Regions from separate parts of the Mus musculus genome. Here all the other regions are linked to region 1. The links are chromatin contacts, called in public ChIA-PET, HiCAR-type, HiChIP or PLAC-seq and promoter capture Hi-C maps. All regions are on one chromosome and are shown on one strand. The core of a region is the stretch at or near the end of the contact, and the rest is flanking DNA. Distances in the headings are between cores, read along the strand shown.

The links. ChIA-PET counts read pairs in DNA pulled down with a chosen protein or histone mark. HiCAR-type assays count read pairs that join an accessible place to other places. HiChIP or PLAC-seq counts read pairs in DNA pulled down with a chosen protein or histone mark. Capture Hi-C pulls out chosen DNA fragments and counts their contacts.
Region 2: an H3K27ac HiChIP or PLAC-seq map of microglia shows a contact between it and region 1, with 4 times the contacts expected there. The contact joins two enhancer-like sites. A contact is called at or near these places in 1 of 484 Hi-C or Micro-C datasets (bone marrow-derived macrophages) and 7 of 115 datasets of contacts at active chromatin or transcription factors (bone marrow-derived macrophages, effector CD8 T cells, embryonic forebrain and 4 more).
Region 3: an H3K27ac HiChIP or PLAC-seq map of microglia shows a contact between it and region 1, with 6 times the contacts expected there. The contact joins two enhancer-like sites. A contact is called at or near these places in 1 of 15 datasets of contacts at CTCF or cohesin (the NIH/3T3 cell line), 11 of 484 Hi-C or Micro-C datasets (the C2C12 cell line, bone marrow-derived macrophages, brown adipocytes and 6 more), 29 of 115 datasets of contacts at active chromatin or transcription factors (DN3 thymocytes, the HPC-7 cell line, bone marrow-derived macrophages and 24 more) and 3 of 9 other capture datasets (adipose tissue, bone marrow-derived macrophages and embryonic stem cells).
Region 4: a promoter capture Hi-C map of adipose tissue shows a contact between it and region 1. The contact joins two enhancer-like sites. A contact is called at or near these places in 2 of 15 datasets of contacts at CTCF or cohesin (the NIH/3T3 cell line and embryonic stem cells), 28 of 484 Hi-C or Micro-C datasets (the C2C12 cell line, bone marrow-derived macrophages, brown adipocytes and 16 more), 44 of 115 datasets of contacts at active chromatin or transcription factors (the 230-238 cell line, DN3 thymocytes, the HPC-7 cell line and 32 more) and 2 of 9 other capture datasets (adipose tissue and bone marrow-derived macrophages).
Region 5: a FOXA1 HiChIP or PLAC-seq map of pancreatic cancer cells shows a contact between it and region 1. The contact joins two enhancer-like sites. A contact is called at or near these places in 6 of 484 Hi-C or Micro-C datasets (bone marrow-derived macrophages and embryonic stem cells), 24 of 115 datasets of contacts at active chromatin or transcription factors (the 230-238 cell line, the SCID.adh cell line, bone marrow-derived macrophages and 15 more) and 3 of 9 other capture datasets (adipose tissue, embryonic stem cells and liver).
Region 6: a HiCAR-type map of astrocytes shows a contact between it and region 1, with 2.7 times the contacts expected there. The contact joins two enhancer-like sites. A contact is called at or near these places in 2 of 15 datasets of contacts at CTCF or cohesin (the NIH/3T3 cell line and large pre-B cells), 5 of 484 Hi-C or Micro-C datasets (bone marrow-derived macrophages and embryonic stem cells), 18 of 115 datasets of contacts at active chromatin or transcription factors (T-cell acute lymphoblastic leukemia, acute myeloid leukemia, astrocytes and 13 more) and 1 of 9 other capture datasets (embryonic stem cells).
Region 7: a contact with region 1 is called in an RNA polymerase II ChIA-PET map of memory CD8 T cells, with 4 times the contacts expected there. The contact joins the promoter of Lncbate6 here to the enhancer-like site in region 1. A contact is called at or near these places in 8 of 484 Hi-C or Micro-C datasets (CD8 T cells, Sertoli cells, bone marrow-derived macrophages and 5 more), 21 of 115 datasets of contacts at active chromatin or transcription factors (CD8 T cells, T-cell acute lymphoblastic leukemia, bone marrow-derived macrophages and 15 more) and 1 of 9 other capture datasets (liver).

The regions. Positions count from the first base shown.
Region 1 is chr13:37,852,790-37,855,651 of GRCm38.p6, forward strand. It overlaps a transcript of Rreb1 not described here. Among named protein-coding and RNA genes, the nearest start is that of Rreb1, 35 kb to the right of the region's middle. Within about 2 kb of position 1,337, at least 235 of the 459 cell types and tissues checked have an H3K27ac peak or open chromatin away from gene starts, as enhancers often do. A contact at or near this core is called in the 230-238 cell line, the C2C12 cell line, CD8 T cells and 21 more, where this site is marked.
Region 2 is chr13:37,560,094-37,563,222 of GRCm38.p6, forward strand. No RefSeq gene overlaps it. Among named protein-coding and RNA genes, the nearest start is that of Gm47754, 19 kb to the right of the region's middle. Within about 2 kb of position 1,483, at least 92 of the 459 cell types and tissues checked have an H3K27ac peak or open chromatin away from gene starts, as enhancers often do. A contact at or near this core is called in microglia, where this site is marked.
Region 3 is chr13:37,475,137-37,478,229 of GRCm38.p6, forward strand. Gm40914 (a long non-coding RNA gene) reads right to left here. Exons shown (of 2, transcript XR_001780899.2): 2 at 1,949-2,252. Among named protein-coding and RNA genes, the nearest start is that of Gm40914, 11 kb to the right of the region's middle. Within about 2 kb of position 1,320, at least 143 of the 459 cell types and tissues checked have an H3K27ac peak or open chromatin away from gene starts, as enhancers often do. A contact at or near this core is called in the HPC-7 cell line, adipose tissue, bone marrow-derived macrophages and 8 more, where this site is marked.
Region 4 is chr13:37,455,808-37,458,738 of GRCm38.p6, forward strand. No RefSeq gene overlaps it. Among named protein-coding and RNA genes, the nearest start is that of Gm4035, 22 kb to the left of the region's middle. Within about 2 kb of position 1,399, at least 104 of the 459 cell types and tissues checked have an H3K27ac peak or open chromatin away from gene starts, as enhancers often do. A contact at or near this core is called in the C2C12 cell line, adipose tissue, astrocytes and 8 more, where this site is marked.
Region 5 is chr13:37,439,336-37,442,440 of GRCm38.p6, forward strand. No RefSeq gene overlaps it. Among named protein-coding and RNA genes, the nearest start is that of Gm4035, 5.8 kb to the left of the region's middle. Within about 2 kb of position 1,531, at least 104 of the 459 cell types and tissues checked have an H3K27ac peak or open chromatin away from gene starts, as enhancers often do. A contact at or near this core is called in the 230-238 cell line, the SCID.adh cell line, adipose tissue and 2 more, where this site is marked.
Region 6 is chr13:37,512,490-37,515,614 of GRCm38.p6, forward strand. The region is part of intron 2 of Gm30863 (a long non-coding RNA gene); the gene reads right to left. Among named protein-coding and RNA genes, the nearest start is that of Gm29590, 5.4 kb to the left of the region's middle. Within about 2 kb of position 1,537, at least 100 of the 459 cell types and tissues checked have an H3K27ac peak or open chromatin away from gene starts, as enhancers often do. A contact at or near this core is called in astrocytes, microglia and trophoblast stem cells, where this site is marked.
Region 7 is chr13:37,538,281-37,541,520 of GRCm38.p6, forward strand. Lncbate6 (a long non-coding RNA gene) reads left to right here and starts at 1,856. Exons shown (of 3, transcript XR_382205.2): 1 at 1,856-3,128.

The DNA.
Region 1 (2,862 bases), core at 87-2,586:
TCGGAACTTTAGGTGGCAGCTTAGCAAAGTAAAATTGACAGTAAGAACTTATCAGATGAGCCTGAGAAAGTACCGGGTCCAGAAATGGTCAAATCCAGGCAGGGATAATTGGGGGAAGTGGATCTTGTAAAGGAGGTAGGTAGCAGGTGACCTGAGGGTCTGCCAGACCTCAGTTGAAGAACTTGTGACCGCCTACACAGTGCACCTGTGCTGGTAAACTCAGCTGTGAGGAAGGCTCCTCTGCCCAACTAGAGGCCTAGTCACTAGGGTGCACAGTGACCTCATGAAGGTCTCATGGGGAAACCCTCCAAACTTAGTTTAGAAATTCCAGAGCAAGTTTGGTTCTGGCTGAGGTTCAAGTGGGAGGGTATCTCCACAGCAGGACCTCCATCGCCTTTGTAGGTATAATTACAGTTGTTTTTTTTTTAAGATAGAAATGGGTTGTGATTGATATCTTAGGGTTTTAGTTTGTTTTGAAGTCTTAAACACCTAGGAATTCCTCTCCCCACCCCCTCCAGTAGCTTACTTTGGGTCTCAGTGATTAGAAATAGGCACATTGTTTGTAAGAGAGAAGTTATTGGAGAAAGGGGTTATGGAAACACACACACACACACACACACACACACACACACAAGCTTGAACAGGCCTACTTTCTTGAGAAGAAAGTGGTTTTTTTTTTTTAGGTGTAACAGATCATAAAATAAATAACATTCTCTAAAGACACGAATCTATAAACAAAGCATAAATATCTTTATTTAAAATGGATTAAGTTCTGAAGCCTAATGGCTTTGTTGTAGTACCATGTGGCTTGTTCAGGTCTGTCACTAAACGTGTGTTGCCCTCAGAATTACATTAGAAAGCAGGCATGCACTGGCTCACAGATTCTTAAGTGCAGTGCGGTGGTAGTGAAACAGAAACTAGATACAGATACTGAGGAGGCTAAAAAGATGAGGTCGCCACACACCTGGTCCTTTCCCTTCCCTTCTTCCCTTCCCTTCTTCCCTTCCCTTTCCTTCCCTTCCTCCCTTCCCTCCCCTTCCCTCCCCTCCCCTTCCCTCCCCTTCCCTCCCCTCCCCTCCCCTCCCCTCCCCTCCCCTCCCCCCTCTCCCCTCCCCCTTCCCCTCCCCTCCCTTCCCCTCCCCTCCCCTCCCCTCCAAGTCTGCTCTTTTGAGATGTTCTTGCAGAAGATGGAGGAAGCTCTGCCCTTAGGGTCATCTTTCCTGGATCTGGAGATGGGAGTGGCTGGGTACTGAGACTCCTTCCCCAACTGTGCTCAGCTGACCCTTTGCTTTATAGGCTGTCTGGAGGTGGGCAGTCCTGCCTGTCCCCAGGCTTTCCCAGAAGGGCTGGGAGGAGCCGGAGGAACAAGGAGAATGTTCTGCTCGCCTAGACACTTCCTCCCCACCCCCCGGGGTGCCGGGAGGACCTGGGTAGGGAGTTGGAATCCAAGGAGCCGGGCTGAAGGGTCTGAAGGCTGTAACTGCCGCTGTCTGTGCGGTCCAGAAGTTGCTTGGCTCTTGGTTCTGCACGGTAACTCGAGTAGGGTGCGCGTGCACGTGTGTTTAGATGCCCCAATGCATAGGCAAGTAAAACTTACGAAGCCAAATGCCGAGGGTTTGGTTGGTTTTTTTCTAAGGAATTGAAACTGGCTTTTCTGGCCCAACAATGGAGTCAGCTGCTCAAATTACTTCAGGTAGTCCTCGTCGTGGTAAAAATGACTGTGGGAAGATGCAGTTGTAAAGTGTGGTTCTGAAGCCCCCCCCCCTCTTGTGCCTTTTTTTTTTTTTTCTTTTTCTTTTTCTTTGCAGTGCTGGAAGAAGAGGATTGGAGAAGTCACTTGGCCCTGGCCTGACTCCTCCTCTTCCTCTCTCTGCCCAGAGCTGAAGCCACTGTGCTCAGGGTGACTGCCTGGTGCTCAGTGCTGTGGCCTATTTTAAAGTATCTTTAAGTTGTCGGCATGTCAGTCATTACATCCAGGGTTCCTTTTCGTTTTCGAGGGCACCCTGTCTAACCGTTTAGCCAACCCACCCCACCCCTTTTCCTTGTGCCTCCAGTCGGGGAGGGTGGTCATGTTAACTGATCGACTGGCTTCAGAAAAAGCGTTCATTAATTAGCGTTTTACATCCCAGTCAGTCAGAAGGCATTCGCACATTTGTATGAAAGGATGTCGAAGATCCAAATCTTTGAGGAGAAATACATGGGAAGGAAAAAAAAAACTGCATACACACAAAACCTGGCACTCTTTCCAGTTTAAGCTTCGTGCTGGTCCCTGTTGAGTGGGTATTTGTCCCTTAGTCTGGAGGTGATAGAAAATGCCAGTTACTGTGGTATTTAACTGACACCAAACTGCTGTCCAAATACTTCAGTTAGACCGAGGCTTCTTTCTTAATTGGTGGGAAGGAAAACCCACCCAGGAAAAGGAGGAACCTGCACTTTCATTGGACATTTAAAACATTTCAGGCTGGAGAGTCTGAAGAGCACACGACAGTGTTTCATTTTAATTCACAGCTCATTTGTGATTTAAAAAAAAAAAAGTAGTCAAATCTCTCCTAAAACTTGAGCCAGTCAAATGGTTCATTTATGTAAGGGTTCAGCAACTGAAAGCTCTGTACTCTCCCAAGGTCAAAAAAGTAATTATTGCTATCGAAAATTTTTCTGGAACTGGGGTATTTTAGGTCACTATAGGAAGGTTTACTAATACTAGAAATTACATAAGCCAGTTAAGGCACATTTGAAAAACGATTATGTTGGCATATTGAAGACTAATAAGATGCCTTGGTAGGAATAATTAGATGAAACATGGTTTTTTTTTTTTTTTTCCTCCCCTTAAGCAACTTCCTTGTTTTCTGGAGGGTGAGCCTC
Region 2 (3,129 bases), core at 233-2,732, 290 kb before region 1:
TTCTCCTGTTTTGAAAAAGGGCAAGTACCCTAGACACGTGTGTCCAAACACCCCAGCCTTATCCCTTTCACTATGACCTCAGCATCTGGGGGCGGGGGGGGGCAGAGAGTACAGGGCTAACCCACACCTGGCTTGGTCTCTCTCTAAAGTCTCTGGCTCAGCCAATCAGGCCTCACCAATAAGAAACCTTTGTGACAGTAGCATCAGAGTCACAGGCTCCGATGTTACTATTTTTTAACATCTATTAAATGCCATGGCATGCTGAGGCCATGGGGGGGGGGCAAGGGTGGGTAGCTTTGGTGGGCTGGCAAGGCAGGAGATAAACAGATGCATGCCATTCCGGAGCTCTGAGGGAAGACGCCCCTCAGAGCCAGGGCTCTGCTTTCGTGCCTGTTGTCCTTTCTACCAGCACTGTTCTCAGAACTTTCCATCCAGCACTTGGCAATGGGATAAATCAGAGCCTGACGACTTCTTGGCTACGGCCTCACTCTGCCAGGAGCGTCAGCACCGCCAGGCACTCCCTGGTGACATGGTTGGCTCCTTCTATCCAAGCACACAGTAATAAAACAACAGCTGGATGCAGGGGCATGGCTGTGGCGTTCTTTCCAGTCACTAACTGAAACTAGCATCTCTCCTTCCCCCTCTCCCACCCCAGCCTCCCCCTCCCCCGCACCCCCTCTCCTGCCCTGGTAAAAGTCAGTGAAGGTTTTACACTGGCCCCGAAGGAAAAGCCAATAGTGTTGGAAGGGACCAGGGAGATGTATGAGTGCATGGTAGATAGGGCAAGAGGGTGGGGGGAACCAAGACTGAGCTGGAGAGGCAAAGTTCCTGGACTTTAAGGCTCCTCATCACCCTCATGCCCTGTCCCAGCACATGCTCGCCCTGCCCATCCCCCACTCCAGGGACAGTGTGGAGCTGCAGGGGTGTGAAGCTGCACACCCTGAGAATATGGAAGAAGACAGTCTCAAGCTCCACTTCTGCTTCTCCTCTGGCTTTAGGTTCCTCGTCTGGAAAAATAGAAAGTTTGGGCTTAGTAGGTAACTCAAGAGGTTCCACAAAATCTCTGTAATAACTGTGTAAGCAGTCTAGCCATGTGTCTGCCTAAACACAGTATGCAATGCCTCCTGCACCTACTGCATGCAATGAGACACCCGGCAGGCAACACAACACACACTGCCTGCCATGAAACGAGACACCCCGATCTCAACACGGTGCCCTCTGAACCAGTACAGTGCCCCTTTATGCAAAGCAGTATCTTCCAAATGCATTTCAATGGCCTCTGATTTTAGGGTGATGCCCACTGGAGACAAGGCCAGCTTCCTTCTGAGGTAATGATCTGTAGAGACAACAGGGCTGTCTGTGATTCTCCTCTGAACAGGGCTCATATCCACCCCATCCTTGCCCACAGGGCCCTGCTCTGTTCCCTGGGTTTGGCACCGAAGATACCCCCTCCCCTATGCTCACCCAGGGCACATTCTTGCTCACCTTTCAAATGACTCATAGTAGCTAGGGACAGGGTGCCCCAGAGCAAGCTGGCAAGCCAGTGCCCATCCACCCCTTCCTTCTCCAGGTACCGCCACTAGGAGCTGTCTGGCTGTCAGCTGTTCCCAAGCTCAGGGGCTCCTTGGGTTACAGAAGCCAGAGGACATGGAAATTGAAACAGGAGAAGCCACTGGTGGGGGGCCAGAGACTCCCCAGGGCAGCTATGGAAAGACAGCCCTGCCAGAATGGCCACATTATTTATTGGTTCTCTAGAGGGAAGGCATATATAGTTATAAAAAGAGACTCTTCAAATCAAACGACAACTAGATTATTCAAGGCTCTCCAAAGTATACCCCAAACATCACCATCACCCCTGTTTAATCAAAGGCCACAGCCAGGGTGGGAAGTACCTAACAACAGCCTGTCAGCATCACAGCCTTTGTTTCCTACTGGGTTCACAAGACAGGGAGCTTAGCAGGGAGGGAGGGACATTTCTGGGCCCACCCAGCTAGCCCAGGCCCCACAAGCTGCTGCTTTGCTGTCCTTAACCAATGTAGGGTTAGAGGGATATTCAAAGGCTCAAGGCATTTCTACCATTCACAAACCACAGCCCGGCTGCCGGGGAGAAGGAGGGCTAGCCAACTGAAAACGCTGTCATGTGGCTCTGCTGTTGAGTGCTGGGATGTGAAGGACAGAGCAGTGGCTGGGCTGCGAATGGGTTTCACCAGGCTGGATCAGGTGGCCGCTTTCCTGGAAACTGGCCTTCTCGTTGCTAGGCTGATAAGGCAGGGACATTGCTACCCTTGGCGCACATGGGAAACCTTGTTGACACTGAAGAAGAGCTGGGATCTGTTAACTGTTGAGACAAAGCAGAGGGCCCCTGAAGTTACTCCATATCCCAGAATAACTCAGATCACCGAGGCAGGTGTGCGTTGAGAAAGCCAATGAATCCAACCTTCAGTAAGTGTTCCAGAGACAGAGAGAAAGATGGCAACAGGATGCAACTTTGGGGCATCCTATCTTCCCCATGTCCCCCCAGATTTTAGCTTCCACCCTGAATAACTGTGGACTCCTGTAACACACATGTGCTAACCGCTCCTGACGCTAGACCCCCAAAGCAGCTGCTGGGCAGTACAAGGTACAGGAAGCTGCCTCCTGGGGACACAGATCTGTATACTAGCAGGTGTGGCTGGGAAGGCCCTGGCCCTGGAGCCTCGCTGTTTATAACTGTGATGGGGGGCGGGGCATTCGGACTTCAAAGGGTTTAGAGGTCAGGAAATGAAGCCTTTTGGCAGAACTCCAGGGACAAGTAGCTTACACTGATTTCTGCCTCCACCACCATGGTGTAACAAGGCCCCTTTATGTTGTAACTCACAGCACTTGCACCTTGCCTGCAAAGTACCCTCTCCTGGACTGTTCAAACACCCCCCTCACTCACACACACACACACACACACACACACACACACACACACACAGAGTCTTTCGTCCATCAGGTAGTCACCAGCCCTTGCATAACCTGTCACTTGAATTTTTCCCAACATTCCCTGCAAGTAGCCGTCAGCCCTCGGGGAGAGGTGAATGAAGAATTGCAATGAGAAGTCCCTAAGTCCCCCTAAAATGAGCCCTGCCTCATAGCTGTTGGGGT
Region 3 (3,093 bases), core at 70-2,569, 380 kb before region 1:
CCTGACTACTTGGAAGTTACAGCATGGGACTCAGATCCACACACAGACACACACACAGACACACAGACACACAGACACACACACACACACCCCACTCCCCCTCTGGATGTCCCATCTGCTATAATGTGAGTAGGTATCTCCCAGAACCATGCACTGAAGGCTGATTTGTCAACTTGTAGACATACTGGGAGGTGGTAGGCTGTTAGGAGGTGGGGTCAGGTGAATGGATTATGGTCATGGGCACACACTCCTGGGGAAGATACTGGTACCCTGTCTCACTTCCTTCGTTTCCTTCATCTTCCCTTCTCAACCTCTCTCTGCCATGGACTCCATCAGCTGAGTCAATTACTCCACCTTGCTCCCTGCCAGGAAATACTACCTCATTATAGACCCAAAGCAATGGGGCAGCATCTGAACTGAAACCTCTGGAAGCGGTTTAGAGCCCCAAAGAACTCTCCTCTACTTAGAAGGATTTATCTCAGGTATTTGTCCCAGTGATTCGAAGCTGGGTTAACACCAACCTACTCTCACCCAGCCACAGGCAAGCACTTCTACTGGCCTCTGTTGGGCAGTTTGTTCCCTCCACTAAAACAGAAGCACTAACACCAATTGCCTCTCTTTAAACACTCACATACACGCACACATACATGCACACATGCACAAACACACACACACACACACACACACACATAGGGGCATGTACCATCCTTGAGCCAAAGCTCATCATCTTCTAAATGACTTAAAGTGTTCAGAACAAAACCCACAGAGTTTGGATTTGTGCAGAAAAGACCCAGAGAGTAGAACAACTTAAAACTCTGCAGCCCAGGCAGACACTCATTCAGCCCACCTCAGCCTCCGGAGCAGCTGTGGTTTCAAGCCTTCGCCATAGACCTGACTGCTGTTTAAGATAACACATTTCCACATCTCTTGCACTCGATTCTCTAATGAATACAACATCCACAACCATCTGCTAAAAAAAGAACTTTGAAGCAATCAGAATCTCCAACCCCCTTGGAAACTACATTGACCATTTTTAAACTGTTTTTCTGTAGATTCCAAGTAAGTTATTTCCACCAGTGGAGAAACCAAGGCTCTGAGGTACCAGACTGAGAATAAAAATTCAAACCGAGAACTCGGGTTCCTCGGGCACACACTATGTGCCGGTCATTCTCCCGTTGCACACGTTTAATCCCAACATTCCAGAGAGCAGGAAGGACAGTTGCCCTGCCTGATCGGCATGGGCTAGTGGCCCTAGGGAGGGCCAGGGAGACCACCAGCTGCTCCTCTGTTCATAATCTCTTTCCTCTGAGGAAGTGCTGGCTGGCTGGCCATCCTGCAGTCGGTTTCCGCCCCAGACCACATTAGGACAGGCTGTCCGAGCAGTAGCTGGAACTCACTGGAACATTTCAAAAAGATCTGTTGAGAATGAAAGCTAGGACTGAACTAAACAAGATCACCTGGTTTGTATGTTATTTTTCTTTCTCCGGAATCTGAAATTATAATTTTTTTTTTTAAAAAAGGATTCAATGTAACCCACAGGGGACTCAGGGGTTGTGGTAAGGGGGATTCCGATTGTATTTTTACGGTCTTGGTGGATTGTTGTGAATGGAGGGTTCCCAGAAGTGAGTTCAGAGGTGTGGAAATGCATTATCTTATCAGTCCAGGTGCTTATCAGCTGGATAACTGAACAGATCAAAGTACTCTATTATTAAGGTACTGAGCTGATTTTCAAACTGAGAAGGGTGCTTGCTGTCTGACTAGGCCCCACCACAAGGAGTACTTGCCCAGCTTGTACAAGGCCCTGGGAATTATCTCTAGCATTATCACACACACACACACACACACACACACACACACACACACACACACACACACAGAGAGAGAGAGAGAGAGAGAGAGAGAGGAGGATGCTACACCCATACACCAAGAAAAACCGAATTTCACAAACTCAGTTTGAAGTGGAAGTTGTTGCTGAAGTCAGAAAGGCAAACACTAGGGTATGAACTGAACGGTCCCACAACTCTGAAGAACAAGGAAAGACAGATGCTGGGAAGCCGAAGGTGGGGTCTCCAAAGGTGAAAATGATTCAGGGGACAGAGATGCTTGTCACCAAGCCTGGTGGCCTGAGTTCCATCCTCTGACTGCAGTAAAGTGGGGCCCCTGGAGTAGGCACACTCATGGAGACAGGAAATAGAATGGTGGCTGCCTGGAGCTGAGATCGGGAGATGGAGTTTGTGGGTACAGAGCCTCTTCTGGAAGTAAGAAGACAAAAAAGGTTAGGTAGCTGGATTGAATCCCCACCCCCACCCCCACCCCCACCCCCAAGCTGGTGGTGTTAACTTAGTGGTAGGGCATTTGCCTAATATGTGTTAGCTGGATCTCAGGCCAGAGGCACTGGGCTGTGGTGAGGGCGTAAGGATAGGTGTGAGGTAGGCTCCTGATGAGAATAACCTCGCGCTGTTTGCAGTGAGCTTTTGCAAACCTTTAGCAAACTCTGTGGATAGGATTCCTGCATTTTTTCTGAACGCATATCACACTTTAAAAGCCTGAGAAAGTGTTATCAACCTAAGGGGAACAAAGGTAGACAAGGCAGTCCACGAGGCTGGAGGATAGACTCATCTATAAGTACAGACAACAGTCAGTTCACTTCTGCCTATACTCGGTGCCCAAAGTTTGAGAGCAGCTCTGATTCTTGTCTCCATGGGCACTTCTGCTCCTGAGCAAGAGCAGCACCCCCTCCCTTCCTCCCTCCCGCAAGCCCTACCCACCGAGAGCAGCGCCCCTCCCTCGCTCCCTCCCGCTAGCCCCACCCACCGAGAGCAGCTCTCCTCCCTCCCTCCTGCAAGCCCCACCCCACCTCCGAGCCAGATTTTCTTTTTTAAGCCTACCCCTTCCAGAGTCCCTTCCCCTCAAGGCTATTCAGCACAATCCAGGCTTTCTTCCTGCAGTTTTGAGTGTGAGGGGTCTCGGGGTGCAGCTTTGTAGGGATTAGGTAAATCACAGGTGCGCCCTCACCTGAACCAGCCCCCAGCTTATTCATTAATCGGGAGTTTACCCGCTGTTATTCCAAGTTCTCTCTCTCCTTGGCAGACT
Region 4 (2,931 bases), core at 149-2,648, 400 kb before region 1:
GAGGGGCGACTGCAGCTTAAAGGGGATGGGTATCTTTTTTTTTCTTTTAAGTTTTTATGCTGTGTGAGTGTGTGTGTTGTGTGTGCATGTCTGTGTGTTACTGCATGTTCCCACTTACATGCAGAGGCCAGGGGATCCTGTTGAGTACCCAGCTGTCTATCATTCTCTGCCTCATTCCTTTGAGTCAAGTCTCTCTGTACCTGGAGCTTGGCTGGTGTCCAGCAAGCCCCAGAAGTCCTGTCTTTGCTACCTCACCACACTGGGGCTCTAGGAGAGCGTGTGACTACACCCAGCTTTTTATGTAGGTGGTGGGGATTTGAACTCAGAGCCTCATGCTTACCTTGCAAGTATTCTTATCCCCTAAGCCCTGGTAGACTCGTAGCTTAATTCACTCTCTGTGAACCCATAAACGGAACAACACCAAGACAGAGCCCTGCTGTACACTATGGCCTTTGTGTGATCACAGTCTGTCGATGTATTTATCAGTTGTGACAAATCAACCACTCCTGTTAGGATGGCAATAATGGGGGGGTGCCTGAGGGTTGTGTGGAAAATCTCTGTGCGTGCCCCTTTTCAACTGTGTGTGAGCTCGAAACGGCTCTAAAAGAAATAAAGAATTTAAAGAGATCAAAAGTTGAAAAGGAAGTCTGTTGACTTTTCTAATCGTTAGCTATACCTGCTGGCTTCAAAGAAATATGAGCCAGAAACACAGAAGACTCAACAATAGAAACGGCCCTTATCCTTTATCCCATGGTCTATAGACATAGAAGCTCAGAGCTGGAGCCGGTCCTCTCGCTTTTTACCTCATCATTTCATTTCATAGATAAAGAAAATAGGGCACAGAGAAGTCCCTCGGGGAGAGGGGAAGAGTCGATGCTGGGATTAGAACTCAGCTCCTCCAGTGTGAGCCCTCGGTTCTGATCACAGGCCACATGTGCACAGAACATCTCTTTTTCCTAAAAACAAAACAAAACAAAAACAAAAACTCCTTTGTGGAAAAAATAGGTGCATGCATATTTAAATGTGATTGTGTGCCACCAGCAAGTAGGTCAGTGCTTAATTCTCTCTAAAAATCAGCAGGTCAGTGGGTTGAAAACGTTCACCAGAGTTTAACAAACTCAGCCTGAGCCACACCTACTTGGAGAAAGGAGAGACTTGAGAACAGCCATTAGTAGCCCCTGGCTGAAGTGGCTCTGTCCACAACAGTAAAGGGCTCCATTCTTCAGGCAAAACTAACCTTGACTTCCCCTCCCTACCCCTAGCCTGCCCAATCTGTATCTTGGCCACAGTTCTTACTCCCAGGAACTGGGTCTCTCCCATTCCTGTTGCTATGACCACGAGCCTCACCCAAAGCATACCAACGCTGCAGTGTGCACAGATCTTTGGCCAGAGGCCAGGCAGATGCAGAGCAGTTGGGGGTTGGGGTGAGGGAGTGTCCTTCTCTAAGAGCTGTTGGTCCAAGACTGGTAGGGGCCTCTTTCTCTCCTGTCAGCTTGGGTCTTTCAGGGCTGTCCACTTGGCTGCCCAGCTGTGAACGAGCAGTGGTTGCTAATTTCTCTCCCCTGCACCAACTACTCAGAGCCTCTATCCCAAAACTTAAACAAAGAGCTAAGCGAGGCTGTTCCCAGGGCTCCGGATGCTGGCTGTTTACCAAACACTGAAAACTACCAGTTGCCACCAGTTCCAAACCTCTAAGCTCTTAAGAGAGCATGAAGAATGTTGTCCCTAGAGTTCTAGGCCTATTCCCGATGCTCCGGCCTGTTCTTTTTCCACCGTCTCCATCCTGTGATCCAAAATGTCTCTCCCAGAACTCAAAGACAGGGGGAGCACAGATCACAAATCAGTGGAGAACAGAGAGCCAATCTTTCCTAAAACAAACAAAGAAAACCCTTCCCGGGTGTGCAGCACACCATGAAAGCATGGGTCATCCCTGGATCGTTTGTTTTGGTGCTTGAGCTCGCTACAACTACAGAGAAGGGGAGAGCATCAGGAGTGGCCCATGAACAGCAGCAACACTCTCAACTGACATTCCTCCCTCCCTCAGGATAGACAGTCTGTTCTGTTGGCCCCAGGATGCTCCTTGGAATCCTCCGTTATGAGAACGCATCCAGAGGGACCTTATGTGAGGCAGTGAGGATGGTGCCCATCACAGGGTGAAGTGGCTTTCCCTCTGCCCCTCCAATAAGGAGCATGCCAAGTGAGAATGGCAGAGTGCTTGCCTGTTGTGTCCTCGCATTCAGAGGAGGGAGGACACTGATCCTCTCTCTGCCTAAGGAGTCTTTGTTTCATGTTTGCTAATATGCTATTGAACTAAAAAATGATAATTAAATTAATATTTAGATTCAAAATGCTTTGGAAAGGAAAGTGTTTAGCTCTTCTTTAAAAGTAATATAAAATGAATACATAGAAATAATACAGAGGCTGGGCTTAGTGAACTACACCTATGATCTCACACCAGGGAAGCAGAGACTACAGAACACTAAAAGTTCAAAACCAGCCTGGTCCCTAGAGCCAGCCCAGGCCACCTGTATAGTGAGACCTTTTCTCTAAGAATAGGTGAAAATTAAAAGTAAGATACAGAGGAATACCCCTTTAAAGCAGATGTAAATATAACCATAAATAATAACCCTAAGGTCAACGAGCAACGTGCCAAGTGATCTGTGGCTTTAAATTATCACTTCTGTGCCTAAAAAAAACAAAGACCAAAAAAATAAAACAAACAAACAAACAAAAACAACAGTTGAAATAATTTCTTCATTCTATAATTTAGATTCAAATGTTTAAAAATTGGTTTAGTTTTGACACTGAATGATGGTTACTATATTTACCTCTAAAGCTGGCAAAATGTTTTTTTTTTAAAGCCTTGAAAATAAACTTTAATATTCAGATTACACAATAAGCCAAAGTCACCAACCAATTTCACCACCACCG
Region 5 (3,105 bases), core at 281-2,780, 410 kb before region 1:
CACACACACTCATGCATAACACATGCACAAAATAAATAATCATGTAGAGACCTTGATTATAATATTTTTAAATTCTGCACCACGATGCCTATACAAAGAGGAAATGTAGGTAAACAAATGGGGCGGGACAGACCTAAGCCCCCTTTCTATTCACAATCTAACGCTGTTGAATCACTTTGAGATCATGTGATTCGTGTCTCTTTCCAGACACTGTTGTTCTGTCTACCAGCCAGTGAGAACTTCCTGGAGATTTTTAAGGTGGGTGTTGTCTTGGGTTAATGTGATCCACAGGAGTGATCCCAGAACTCTGAAGCCACAAGCGGGATTATAAGTTCAAAGATGGAGAGCTACACGTCAGTCTTCAGGATTTCCTTACAAACAAACCCGTGGCACCAGTTCTTGGAGCTTTACCGTTCCCAGAGGACCAACAGCATCTACAGCTATGCAACATAGAATCCCAGGCCGGCAGCAGTGTGGAGTCCTCAAGCTGTGAAGGAATTCCTCCTGCCATCAATAAACTGATGCATCAATGAAACATTCAACAGTTGCTTCTCTCTTGCCTGCTTTGTTACAGCCGAGTACACTGACAGTTACCCAAAGACAAACTCTAGGAAGCAAACAAAACCTGTCTCCCGTAACAAAAAAAGGTGGGGAAACCCAGGGACAAACCCATGATTTGAGATTACCATGCCCAGGACTCTCCAGGATAGCTCTTGCTCACCGGCAGCTGTGTAGGAAGCTAACGAAACAGCCAGGGTTCAGAAGCCCAGCGAGGCTTCTCTCCACAGAGGTGGAAACCGCACAGGCTAGGGTGGGGCTGTCTAGAGACACTCAGCTTACCTTACCTTGCTAAACTCCTCTCATGGCTCATCTGTAAAGGATGGGTGGGTGTAAAGCGTGCCTCTCAGGACTGTCAGAAGGGGTAAGCGAAGCACGTAAATGCCACTGATACATGCCAAGGGCATTGTGGTCCAGCCATCTTCCCCACACTCAAAGTGCAGTGCCAAGCATCGGCCTGGAGGCCGAAAGTAAAATAGAACCTTGCTGAGAGGCAGAAGCCTGTAGCTGAGCTCGCCTTTGTCAGGTGCCCAGAACTTCACAGGTGGGCACTAATTGTCTTGAGAGTTCTTCTTTCTCCCCCCCCCCCCCAGTATGCAGAGAAAACCGCAGCTTAACATTGGGGGCAGGTTGAGCATTGTTCTCCTCACTATCTTTTGCATTTGACCAAGAACAGTGGTGTTTTGAAGAACAATATTTGGACAAGACTCAGCCCTGTCCTATGCTGTCACTGCAGGAGATGCAGGCTCTTCGTGGGCAGAGACAAGTCCAGTCATGGGAAGACAGAAGGCAGGGGCACAAGCCACCCCACCCCAGTGCAGCTTGCCCTCAGATTTCCTCTCCCCTCCCTTTCTTAGACACACCAGCTGCAGCTTTCTCCTCCTGTCTTGTGAAATGTCCCAGTCCACTACAAGGCTCGTGCAAATGCAAACCTCGGCCTTCCAGGAACCTAGCAAACTGTCTGCCCTGGAGTCACATCCAGTAAAAAGGCGGGGCCAGGCCAAAGCCACAGCCACAGAGAGTGGGAAGCCCAAAGCGTAACCCCAAACTCAGCAAGACTTTCTCTTATGGCTTTGGCAGATCAACCAGTCATTTTGCCTTGGTTTCCCATCCCAGCAATGAGAGCTACAGGCTCGCTCGCTTCCTTTACAAGTGTGTTGTAGAAGAATGTGGGAGAAAGGCCGTTTTGCATGTACTGACGGATGGAATGTAGAGGGAGTGCAAAATACCATTAGGGCATAATTGTGGGCAAACTCCCAGCCCCACCCTTTAGCAAACCATATTCCTCAGAGACTGGTGTTTTGCCACTTCTCTGCACTGTTAAAACAGTTTAAAAATATAGTGGGCCATTCTCTCCTCCTCCCCCCACCCCCAACCCGGTGCTATTTTTAGTCCACGTTGGTTTATTTCTCCACTGTGGCAGCAGCATCCTTTCCCTTTGGGCATCTGTATCTTTTTTTGGTGCCCCCCACAATATCCCATTACATCTTTCTACTATTTAGAGAGCCCAAAGATTCAGGACTCAGGCCTGCCTGGTCTGCCTGAGCTAGAATTTACCCCAAAGCAGACAGAGACTCAACTCAGGAAGGGGGTACAGGGAGCAGGAGTGACAGAAGCGGAGGCATGAATGTCTTGTCACATAGCCACTGAGGAAAGTCTGGAGACATCTGGGAATTTATAGCAACCACTCGCTATGTACCAGTAGCATCACCAGCCTGCGGGGTGAGGAAAGGGGCTTTCATCCCTTGGCTGCTGTCCCCAGACCCTTTTGGTTCCTTGTTCCAGCATGAACACATGGGGCCTCTCAGGCTTTTCTCCTGGGGTAACAAAGGCTGCAGGACTCCGGTGGTAAAGACAGCTCAGTCGACTGCACGCCCAACCTGTGACTGAGATAAGACTCAAATCTTAGACAATAAGAGATAGACACTAGAGTTTGGATCTTAAAAGTCTCCCCGGAGTCTGGTGTGTTAAGGGTTTTTGTTTGTAACTTGAGTCCTTTTTGCAAGGTTGTAAAGATTTTAAAGCTTTTGAAAGGTAGGTAGAGTAAAAGTTAGGTTTAGAGAATGTGCTCTCGATAGGTGGGGTACTGGGACCACTAGCTGAGTCCTCTCTGCCGCTGGTCATACCCTCCTCCTCCTCTCCCTCCTCCTCCTCCTCCTCCTCCTCTCCCTCCTCCTCCTCCTTCTCTCCTTCCTCTCCCTCCTCCTCCCCTTCCCCCTCCTTCTCTACCTCTTCCCCTTCCCCCTCCTTCTCTACCTCCTCCTCAGCTCCCATCTTCTCTCCTCCTCCCCTCCCTCTCCCTTCCTCTTCCCCTTCTTGGCTGTCAGGAGTCCAGTGGCCTCCTTATCACGGCCTCCCACGGCCTTAAAAACAATGAAGCCCAATGACCACAGATTGCGACCTCTGAGCCAGAACAAACCTTCCTCCTTGGAGGATGCTTATCTCAGGGAAGGCAGACTCTCCAGCATAAGCAACCACAGCTGCTTATGAAGTAAGCCAGAAAGAGCCAAACATCAAGCAAGGCCAGCTCCTCGACAAAGTGAGTTC
Region 6 (3,125 bases), core at 287-2,786, 340 kb before region 1:
ACACACACACACACCCCTTTTTTGTCATTATTTTAAATACTGAGACAGGGTCTTTCTCAGCCTAGGCTGACCTCAAACTCACTATGGAGCTGAGAATTACCTTGAACTCCCGGCTCCTCTACACCAAACACACTAGAACGCACCATTCACACGGTACTGGGGATTGAATCCACGGCCTCATTCATACTAAGTGAGCATCTACCAACTGAGCTCTATACCTCCAGCCCAACCTTTCACCCTCCCTTCTTACCCTTGCCAACTGCCTTTCGGCTGTCTGTCTCTGAATCTGAGTACTCTAATATCTAACACAAATGGAATAATAAAATATTTGCCCTCTCCCCTCCCCCTCTGCACCCTGCTTCCCTTCTTGATGATAAACCTTCTTTATATTAGGTCGGTCTCATGACTTGATTTCTCAGAGGGAACGCTTTGGTGTGGGCCTGCCCTGGCACTTCCTTCAGCCACAAAACAAACAGTTGTTACACTGTTAATCATTATTTTGGAATAATGACCCTCAGAGTGTCTTCATATGTTTTTTGTTGTTGTTTAATAGCTAAGTAAATTTAAAAATGAGTGCCCTGACTGTAAATGCAGTTCATTAGGCTAGATTCCCTATCAGAGTGAATGAGGCAACCTTGGCTTTCTGAAATGATCCGAGAATCTGTCTTGGCCAGTCAAGGACAAAAGAAACACAAGGTTTCTGCAGAATCTCTAGCTGACTTTCACTTTTAGGAGCCTCACAAACACTTAAAGAAAAAAAAGCTAAATGAGGGTGGAATGAGTTAACTAGGGAAGGAGGGGAGGGGAGGGGAGGGGAGGGGAGGGAAGAGGGAGAGGAGAGGAAGAGGAGAGGGACAGGAGAGGGAGGGGAGGGAGAGGGAGGAAGAGGAAGGGAGAGGGAGGGGAGGGGGAGGGGAGAGGGAGAGGGAGAGAGGGAGGGGAAAGGGGAGAGGAGGGAGGAGAGGGAGGAGAGGGTGAGAGGAGAGGGAGAGGGGAGGGAGAAAGGAGAGGAGAGGGAGAGAGGAGAGGGGAGGGAAGAGGGGAGGGGAGGGGAGAGGGGAGGGGAGGGGAGAGGGGAGGGGAGGGGAGAGGGGAAAGAGGAGAGGGGAGGAAGGGAGGGGAGGAGAGGAGAGGGGAGGGGAGGGGAGGGGAAGGGAGGGGAGGGGGAGGGGAGAGGGGAGAGGAAGGGAGGGGAGGAGAGGGGAGAGACAATGTATCACTGATCTTTGGGTCTCTGTGATTGTATTCAGAAAGTTTCCTGCAACCAGGAGCCAAGTTCCTGGAGATAACTCTGTGTGTGTGTGTGTGTGTGTGTGTGTGTGTGTGTGTTACAAATTCCCGGGACCTCATATCTTAGGGTGGGCTTTTTCTACCCATTCTTCCTTCCAAAAAACGCAGCAGTCATATTTCAAGTAGCACGGATCTCAGAAATCTCCAGCCTTTGTCTCAGTTTAGCATAATTTATGAAATCAAGCATAGCTGAGGGCTGAGCAGAGCGGCCTAGCTTTCCGACATCAGGCAGGGTGTCTCGGCCTGCAGCAGGTGTGGCAGCCGCTCGGATTATTTGTTTTTCCAGGTCAGGTTGGCATATTTCTAGCCTTGAGCTCCGAGCAAATGTTTAAATTTCATTTTCAGTCATCTGGCGTTCCTTTCCCCAGCATCAAAGGCAGGCCCCTGCATGCTACCCTCCTAGATCCTCTGTCTTCGCCCGGGGCTGATGGGATACAAGAGATGGGAGGAGAAGAGAAAGTAAGGGCTGGGCGGGTGCTTTACAGATCTTCCTAGGAGCCGCTTCTCCGCCACATCATATTCATCCTCCGCACTCACTCTTCTCTGAGGGCTTGCTTTGCCCCAGCACTGAGTATTGGACTTGTTTATGCAGCTCAGCAGTCGCTCTTTGTGGTTGCTATAGCAACCACCAGGGGTCAGTTTATAAAGGGGGAGGAAGTCCGCTTTGGGGGAGGCAGATTTCCAGCTTCTGTGCAAAGCACAGCAGAAAACAAAAGCCCAAATACCCCGGAGGAAACACGCGGGAAAAGCGTTCTACCAGTCCAAGCATCGTGCTGGGCCTGAAGAGTCACGATCCACTGCCGCATTTCTTCCCTGCAGAAAGACCATTCCAGCTAGTGGGAGCAAGAAAGCCTCACCCTTGCATTCCCCAGATTACTCTCTCTTTCCTTCTCCTTCTGCCCTTTGGCTTAATGGCCTAAAAGCATCTGTGAGTGAACTCTCTGGCAACTACGCGTTAACTGAAAACCAGAGGCTACAAATGCTGTTCCGTTCATCTTTTTCGTAGAGACAGAGGCACCAAGTCACTGGAACCACAAATGGTGTCAAGGTCCAACCTTGACCTTAACCAAGTCTCTGTTTAGAACACCCTGGGGAGAAGGTCTCAGGATGCCCACACAGCGGAGAAGTTTTAGCACTAACTTGCTTAGCTGACCAGACTTAGCAGATTAAGAGGACCAACTAAATATGATTTTCAGAGACAAGTGATAAGAGAAAATCTGAGTTGAGTTCATTTCAACAGTTAATTTGGCCAGAAAGAAGGTTCTAGATCCAGGCAGCTCTCTAGTGGGAAGCCAATTCAGAATGTCTTCAACAGTTTGCACAGACTGCGTTCATAGCCAGAGAAAAGGAAGTGACCTACAGAAACAGCTTGCTTAGTTAGAGTCAGCATGGACCCACGCGGTTGAGTTTGGCAGTGCGTAGCCTCTGATTGGCTCCACTGCATTACTTGGTTATCAGAAAACGCTCTTAGGTTACGGCTTGCTTTCATATCAACCTAGATTTCAGTTCACCATATATGGAGACCGTCTTGGGCCAAATTTTAACATTTAAGAATGGAATCAGATTTAGGCCAAACTTATGAATTTAACACCACGAGTTACATATAACACATAAGGAAAATGAATATATCTTTGTATGCATTCTTTATAATATTAGGGAGATACGTATGCCAAGGCTAGTCAACTTTGGACTCTAGTCTTTCTTCTTTATAACCGTAAAATGTCAGGAACACAAGAGATCTTTGTTCCAAGCAAGGAAAACACAGATCACCTTTTGGAGTATTCCAAACTCTTGCATCATCGCATTGGCTGGGAACAAAATGGACGGGCATGATT
Region 7 (3,240 bases), core at 606-3,105, 310 kb before region 1:
CCTCCTCATACTAACTGTAGAGAGACAGAAAGTTAGGAAGATCTTGGCCTGCACAGTGTCCGTCCCTGGACATTCCCTCCCAGGCACATAACTTCGAGGTACTTAAAAGATGTTGCAAGAGAGTCCTGTGGTCCTACGAGAAGATGCCAAGCAAGATGAGTCTCTCTCAGCACTGCTTCCAGCGGATGGCAACTTCTCTTGTGTGGCCTTCAAAGCAGAGGGGACTGCAGCCTAGCTCAGGAGCATTGAGAGCCTTACTCATCTGTGAAGAGGTGAGCATGACAGACCTGGACTTGGAGTCCAAAGCAAAGAGAAAGGGGCAGTGGGATAGGGACCTATGGCCCGTCATGGCAGCTGCTGTCCCCTCTACCCAGGCCCTCTATTGTGTCCTCTCATAGACATTCAACCATCCAAAAGGGCAAGTGCATGCTGTTATGGAGTGTGAAGTGTCCCTTCACTGACTAGGCGGATGAGGACAAGTGACTGGATCCTAAGGGCTCTGAGCTAATCAGTGGATTAACCAACCCCTTGATGGATTTATAATTTGGAAGCATGGCTTGGAGATGCTACAAAAAGTAAGAGGCTGCTACCAGCCGGAGTATTAGGTCGCCGTGGGTGACTCTGTGGTGTTGTATCTTGACCTGGTCCTTCCTGTACCCATCTCTCAGCTTCTGCCATGAAGAAGCTTTTTCATCCCGCCCTCCCACCTTCACGATGCTCTGTCAAGAGAATGGAGCCAAGCAGCCACAGACTGACGCCTCCGAAGCTGTGAGCATCAGCAAATCTTCCCTCAAGTTCTTTACATGGGGCACTTTGTCACCACCATAAGACTAGCCAATCTACAGGCCAGATGCCAGCTCCTCCGGAATAGTTTCCCATAAGCCCTTTCAGCCCGCGTTAACTGACTGACAGGTGTCCCCATCACCCTCTTTCTCTGGCAGGCCTATTTTACACTATAATATTGTTCTGTTAGCATTGCAGGTTCCTCATTAGGCAGAAATAATATCATAATCCTATGTTCCTTGCACATGATCCAGATGAATTCTCCCTCTATTCCTGCTTCTCACACGAGCTGGTGCACACACACACACACACACACATACACATACACACACACACACACACACACACACACACAAGCACACGCACACGCACACACACACACCACTGCTACTACACCAGTAGAGACTCTTTGCCCCCCTTCCCAATAAAGGATATGCACTTTCCAGGGGGGCTCAAAGGGTCTAATTCTGAAACATAAATAGTGTGTATATGCTGGATCAGTTCAGAATCTATTATATCCAAAGGAAAAATTGTGGATCTATTTCTAAAAGTTTCCTAGTCACTTCTGAAGATAAATTTTGCATTTAAGAAAAAACTCAGAGTAGAGAGCTAGAAAGATGGCTCAGCAGTTAGTTGTGCTTACTGTTCTTGCAGAGGACCTGGGTTCAAGTCCTAGCACCCACATGGCTACTCACAACCATCTGTAACTCCAGTTCCAGGGGATCTGACGCCCTCTTCTGACTTCCACAGGTACCACGTATGCCCATGATACACATGCATACATGCTGGCAAACCATTTTTTGTGCATAAACAAACAAAGCCAAATAAAGTAAATAAAATTAAAAAAGAAAAAACAAGTAGGAATAGGAGATGTAGCCCAGGAAAGTACATGCCTACCACCTTCGGGACCCTAGGCTGAACCCTTAACACTGTAAAAATAATAATAATAATAATAAATTTTAAATATTAAAATGAATCAGAAGCCAGGCATGGTGGTACATGCCTTTAAACTTAGCACTTGGGAGGCAGAGACGGTAAATCTCTCTGAGTTTGAGGCCAGCCTGGTTTACATAGTGAGCTCTAGGCTCCTCAAGGCTACAGAGCAAGATCACATCTCAAAAGACACAAAAAATAAACCACAGTAATCCTTTGCGTTTGCTGTCTTGCTTTATAACTGCATTGTCTGATATGAGCGTATTTGTAACTGCAGGTAACAGAACACTGAAAATTAGAGTCCTTGGAGAAATAGCAGCCACCTAACTCAGTTAGCCAATGAGAGCATGTAACAAGGGTACCAAGTCAACTGGGGCAGGACTGGCCTTCACCTTCAACACCACTCAGTGTTCGTATCTCTCACTGCGCAACGAGTTTTGTTTGGTTTTTCATTTAAGAAAAGCAGACTTGAGGGACCTGGGGAAACAGCTCAGTATGTAAAGTGCTTGCACGATCCCCTGCACCCCCATAAGAGCTAAGTGCAGTGCTGCGCCTGTGATCCCAGGACTGGGGATGAAGAGGCAGCGGGATCATTGGGGCTTGTTCCCAAGGTCTGTCAAAAATGGAGCTCCAGATTCACTGAGAGGCCCTCTCTCTAAAAAGTAAGGAGGATGGAGCTGAAGGTTTTGAGCATCAGCTGCTCATCCAGAGGACCTGGGTCCAAGTCCCAGCATCCAACATGGATGCTCACAACCATCTGTAATTCTAGTTCTTGGAGATCCAATGTCCTCTCCTGGCCTTCAGGGTCATCAGGAATGTATGTGATGCAAAGACACTCGAGCATGCAAAACACCCATATATATAACAATAAGTGTGTGTGTGTGTATGTGTGTGTGTGTGTGTGTGTGTGTGTTTTAATGAGGAAAGTAGTTGAAGAAGATGCTCAGTGTCACTCTCAGCTCCCCAGGCACTAACACATATGCAGAGGGACACACACCTGTGCTTGCACACAGAGAAGTAGATCTGAATATATGAGTGCCCACCGGTGGCCAGCCAGGGATGCTCTCTGCAGCCACACCTCAGTACAATGATCACAGCATGGGACATGGATGCCACTGGGGTCCATTCTGAAGGACAGCTCTGTTTCCTGCCTCTGGCCAGCATCTGTGGTCAGGCAAAGCTACGAGGAAATACAATGAAGGTCAGTTTAACAAAGACCCCAGTGTGGGTGAAATTTAACACCACAGGAGACAGACTGTGGGAGGAGGAAGAGGAGCCCAGAGCCCCAGGCTCTGTGGAAGAAATGGGGAAGGGTCAGAGAGGGAACTGGAAAGAAGCCTGATCCCACTGCAACCTCTACAGCCAGACTGCTGGAGACTTCCGAAAATGAGGCACACCAGGCACAGACAGTGGTAAGTGCTTGCCATTCTAGCTCCTTGGTATCCCGAGACTAGAAGAGGAGGAGGAGGAGGAGGAGGAGGAGGAGGAGGAGGAGGAGGAGGAGGAGGAGGAGGTGTCCAGCGT